Regions from separate parts of the Anas platyrhynchos genome. Here region 1 is linked to region 2. The links are chromatin contacts, called in public Hi-C maps. All regions are on one chromosome and are shown on one strand. The core of a region is the stretch at or near the end of the contact, and the rest is flanking DNA. Distances in the headings are between cores, read along the strand shown. Region 1 holds the start of ATP5MC3 (ATP synthase membrane subunit c locus 3). Region 2 holds the start of WIPF1 (WAS/WASL interacting protein family member 1).

Region 1 (2,700 bases), core at 182-2,681, 200 kb after region 2:
GGTTTCAAAGCAGAGATTTTTGAGTTAGTACAAGTGAACTCTAGGCTGAGAACATTCAGGCTCACCAGGTAATTTAGGAAGATACAGAATTTTGTATATAAGGTACCTCTCCAGTCCTGACCTCTGGCCTAGAGAACACAGATGCCGAAATTGGTCTGTACAAGATTCTTGATCCGGCACGGATCTGGAAAAGGAGGGAAAAAGTTATAAAGAAGAAACACCTGATTACAGTTGTTCCTGTAAAGTCTTATTTAAGGTTTTAAGACTATCATCTGCTAACCCATTTGTCTTAACAGAAAGACAGAAATCTTTGCACTGCTGGATATACAGTAGATTATATGGAAACAAATGCTGCCGCGCAATTTGATAGCGCCGTTTTCAGATGACATTTTATGAATAGCTAGATTATTCAATGAAGCTATTCCTGCTGACAGGAAACGTAACAAAACAGCGACCAAGTAAAGGGAAAACAGACCAGGTGGCAGCGATATGCGTTTTAAAATGAGAAAATACAAGATTCCAAAATGAATTCCCAGGTTGCTAAACGCAAGGACGTAGCGTAGACATTGAAGCCTAGCAAGGCACCAATGAATGAATCCTCCTTCACGAGAGGCCTGCGTATGTCCTTGGGCTTCCAGCCGCCTAAGGTCATCCCTGCTCTCGCACAAAGCTCTTCCTGCAGGCCGTGCCGTGCCCGCTGCTTGCGAGAGGGGCTGTTCCGCAGGCCAGAGAGGACGTTTGGAAGGAGGTCAGCCCCTTGTCTCCACAAGGGCAAGAATCCCCCGCCCCGCGCAGGCCGGGCACTGCCTGGAGTTTGACCTACAGCGAGGCGCTGCGCACCAGGCCCAGCCGCCGGGCGCTGCGCGGCCCTGCCCGCCCCAAGGGGCCCCTCACCTTGACGAGGACCCCGGCCCCAACCGAGGCAGCCCCCGGCCCCGCCGCCCCCCTACCACCCCCCACGTCCCCCGGGGCTCGTCCTAGGGCAGCCCCAGGGCCCCTCCCGGCCCCCGCTGCCCCGCGGCCGCCGCCCGGCCCCGGGGGGGCGCGGTGAGGAGCGGCCGGGGCCTCTCCGCGGGCCGGGGGCGCCGCGCTCACCAGGGCGGGCGAGGCGGCGAGCTTGGCGCAGGCGAACATCTCGGCGGGCGGCGTCCCCGGGGGCCACAATCCGGTGTCTCTGCGGGGAGAGCGAGAGGGTGAGGGGGCGGCCGGGCGGGTGGCGGCGGGCGGGCGGGCGGATGGGGGCGGATGGGGGCGGATGGCGGCGCCGCCACTCACCCGGCTCCGGCTGCGGCTGCCGCTCCTCAGGGCCGACGGGCTGGGGCTGGCGCTGCGGGAGGGGCGGGCTCTGCGCAGGCGCGGCGGGGCCGGCGGCGGGCGCCCGGATGCAGCGCGGCGGAAGGGGCGGGGGGGAGCCGCCAAGGTCACTTTGTGCCGGCGCCATTGGCAGCGCCGGGGGGCGGTGCGGAGGGGGCCGCCCCCGAGTGGCCCCGCCCCCGCGCTCGGCCCCGCCCCCGCCCTGTCCTACACGGAGCCTCCATTGGGCCGCGGGGTGGGAGGGCGTTTGTGGCCTTGCCTGGCCTTCAGGCTAGGAAAAGATATAGCTCTTTTTTTTTTTTTTTTTTTTTTTTTTTTTTTTTTCTACTTCACACTTTGCACCCATGGTTTGGGAACAGAAGTACATGCGCAAACATCGAGGAAGATATACGTGACAGTGGCAAAACCTTTACCAGTTTGTCAGAACTTCTCTTGTTGAAAAAAATTGAGAATCCACCCACACGCCGCTGTGGTAACGAACCTTTCCAGCACCACGAATAAAAAAAACATAAAGTAAGTGTGGGTGCTGCCCTGGTGGAATTCCTTACACGCTGCTGTACTGCTGATCAACACCACCCTACCAAAGGCATACCAGTGAATATTTAAATTCTATTCACCTCAAAATAAATGTATTTATTACCCATCCAAATGTACATTTTATATCTGTCTTCTGCATCTTTGCCAGGGTGATCTCACATGCCCTAACAGACTGTGCTTTTTGTTCTCAAGTCACATATTTTCCTGTCAGTTCCTAAAATCAACCTGGAGTCTCAGGAGTGTTGTGCATTTTCTGTCATGATTCCTGCTCTGGAATGCTTTGCAAAAATGCATTCACAAGCTGTTTGGTCTGAGCAACATAAAAAACCACCATTAAACACTTGTTTATTGTTGCTCTTAAGGCATAACAGCTGATATTATATTTTACATGCAACTCAGTTGTTGCTTTTAGGAGGAGTCAGAAGCACAGTTATTGATCTCTGGGGACCATGTTCAGCTTAATTCAAGCAGTTCTTCATAAAGAAAGACTTCTGTTAATCTCACTCTATTTCCTATTGGTTTGACCTGCTGCTAGGTCCCCAGAGAAGTTCATTGGTGCTCTAAGGAATGGTGTAATTTCCAACTCATAGAATCGTAGAATATCCCAAGTTGGATGGGACTCATAAGGATCATTGAGTCCAACTCCTGGCTCCACACAGATCTACCCAAAAATTCAGACCATATGACTAAGAGCACAGTCCAAATGCTTCTTAAACTCCAACAGGCTCGGTGCAGTGACTATGTCCCTGGGGAGCCTGTTCCAGTGCACAACCACCCTCTTGGTGAAGAACCTCTTCCTGATAGCCAGCCTGAACTTCCCCTGTCGCAGCCTGACACCATTCACTTGGG
Region 2 (2,700 bases), core at 158-2,657:
AGGGCCAGCGCAGTCACCCAGCGCTTCACCTAGGCCACAGGGCCGGGGACACCTTTCCCTCAGGGAGCCACACTGCCAGAGCAGGCTCCTCTGCGCTGTCACAGCCATCCCTCGTGCCCTTCTGTAAGGGATGGCTCCCCAGCAGGGCACACCACAGGTCCAGTGTGGAGGCACTAACTAACAGGACAGGACTTCTCCATGGGGCCTCCTAGGCACCCTGTGGCTGGAGGAGCTGGCAGGCATGGAGAAAGGGAGGGGAAAAGTGGAAGCAGGCAGTGACAAAGGGCATGAGCGAGGAGCAGAACACACTGCCCACCCTCTGGAGGCCAGGAAGACTGAGGAAAGCTGCTTGCTAAGGCCCTTTCTTTGAGGAAGCGCCACAGGAATAAAAAAGCAATTTAAAGTTGCCTCACAGTGGATTCCTGAATAAGCACATCTACTGAGCAGCAGAGACAAGCTCTTGTTTTAGTTAGGAGGCCTGAGCAGGGCACACGGCAGGGGCTGAAGAACGCACACTCAGGGCAGGGACACGGTCCTGCCCCACAGGAGATGTTTTTATTGAGAGGCGAGGAGCAGCCATTAGAGCACAGCAGCACACGAGGAGGGAAGGCTGAGACCTTACGGCTGTTTACTCGAGGTCTGCAAACGCATCTCCTCCAGAAAACCCCCGAGAGCCAGCTCAGAGGGCAGAGACCTGGGTGGCACCCAGCCGCAGGGCTCACCCGGTGCCCACAGGGGACGGCAGCACGGGCTGGGCACCGCACGTGCTCGGCGGGGCTGTCCCCACCCGTGTCACCGCCAGGAGGGATGCGGTGCCGCCAGCCACCCCCGTGGAGGCCGGGGCAGAGGCACAGCCCGGGGTGCACCCGGAGGCCAGGCCTCACCCGACGCCATCCCCTGCCCCGGGGGAAGCAGGAACGCCGGGGGGAAGCGGGGAAGGAGGGAGGAAGGGTGCCAGCCCGGCCAGCGCAGAGGAGGAGCGGGAGCGGCTGCAGGAGGCAGGAGCGCGTCCAAGCCCGAATAGAGAAGTCTGGAAGAAAACAGAGAGAGAGAGAAGGGACAGGCGCGACGCGAGGCTCAGCTCCCGGCTCCCCGAGGGGCACCGCGCCGCCCCTTGCCCACAGCGGGGCGCCGCGGTCCCTGCCGCCTCCGGGGGTCCCGGCGGGGGTCCCTGCCCGGCCCCCCGGCCCCCTCCTTACCGCGCTCCGTCGCGGTGCAGCCGGCGGCGCTCCAGCCGCAGCGGCGGCCGGGGCATGTTGGGCCGGGCGCTATTTATAGCCGCAGGAAGCGGCGCCGCGCGGCTCTGGGGCGCCGCTCCCCGCCGCCAGAGATGCTGCACCGGCCCCGAGCCCGGCCCCGGGCCCCGCAGCGCTGCCCGAGGCCCCCCGGTGCCCCCCGGTCTGCCCGCGGGGCTCAGCCCGGGGAGGAGCGGGGCAGCCCCGCCGCGGCGGGCAGGGGGAGGAGGGCAAAGGGAATTAAGCAGCGAGGAAGACGAAGTTGTTTTTTTTTTCCCCTGAAGGTCTGCAGTACGCAGGGGTGTGGGAAGGTCAATTACCCCTCTCCGCATGGTGGCCCTAAAGGGATTTGTGCTTCTTGCCTCAATTAACTCACGCAGAGATGGCTTTGCCAGACAAGAGATACTCTGCTTCCTATTCCCTCTAACCGTGATTAAAATTCCTAGAAATAAAACTTCTGTTAACGTCTCTGGGACCAGTACCGAGGTCTGGAGTGGAAAATTGTGCCCAAAGGGTGTGCTTGGGCAGACGGGAATGAGGCTGGAAGGGCAGGAGGCTGCCTGCTGGGTGTCTGACCGGGCCGGTAAATTTCACCCTAGGTGCTTTTTGTCCCTGCAGGATTTCACTTTTTGGAGGTATTTGGATGCTTTTTGTGCAGTCCATGCAAGAACATGGTCCAGCTCAGCAGCTGCATAATGCTGCTGTCTGAACCAGATGAATGTTAGGGACAGGTGTCCCGAAAAACTTCAATGCATTCTGGGTTCCCTTGCAGCAACATGTCCCAGCGAGGTCAAAGACTGAGTAATCTGTGTGCTGGGCTAACCTCTAAAAATTTAATTTTGTGCTTTTTACTAAGACATTACCAATCACAACGACAGCATTAAGGTGAGACATGCTGTCCTGGGAGCAATGGCATTACTGATTTGCCTCTAGTGTAAGGTCTCAAACCTTGCCAGCCTTTTATGTAGGTCATTTCTCCGTTTTTGTGTTGTTGAATGCTTGGGGCATTGCAATACAGAAAAACAGGTACAATGCTCTTTTTTTTTTTTTTTTTTTTTCTTCCTTCCCTCTACCCTCTTCTGCCCTATGTGCGTGACCTAGATTAGTTCGCAAGCAAAAATTAGGGAGCTCACAAATGGAAAAGCTGCAGGTATTCTCTGCTTACTGCCTTTATGGAATCACAGACCTAAAGCTTTCTAAAGAGGCTCACAAATCCACATGGGGTTCCTAAACTCTGCATACTGTATTTGGGTCATTGGTTAGCTGAAAGCAGATTCGAAATCACATACAGGCAAACAGCTTCCTCTTGATTAGGTAGTGGAGAAATATCATATGATGTGTTTATTCCCAGCTCCATATGGGATAAGTAATAAACACTCATCAGGATCTGCTTGGTTTAGAAGCCAGCTGAAGGGGTTGGGAGGACGTGCTGTGGCAGGGAGGTCTGTACAGGGACCATGGAAGT

Evidence for each region. Hi-C and Micro-C count contacts between places; a contact is called where the count stands out from the background.
Region 1: a Hi-C map of subcutaneous adipose tissue shows a contact between it and region 2, with 2.9 times the contacts expected there. The contact joins the promoter of ATP5MC3 here to the promoter of WIPF1 in region 2. A contact is called at or near these places in 4 of 8 Hi-C or Micro-C datasets (liver, skeletal muscle and subcutaneous adipose tissue).

The regions. Positions count from the first base shown.
Region 1 is chr7:22,815,480-22,818,179 of IASCAAS_PekinDuck_T2T, forward strand. ATP5MC3 (ATP synthase membrane subunit c locus 3) reads right to left here and starts at 1,432. Exons shown (of 5, transcript XM_027461005.3): 1 at 1,276-1,432; 2 at 1,096-1,174; 3 at 107-184. The coding sequence starts at 1,134.
Region 2 is chr7:22,620,289-22,622,988 of IASCAAS_PekinDuck_T2T, forward strand. WIPF1 (WAS/WASL interacting protein family member 1) reads right to left here and starts at 1,408. Exons shown (of 8, transcript XM_072040964.1): 1 at 1,200-1,408.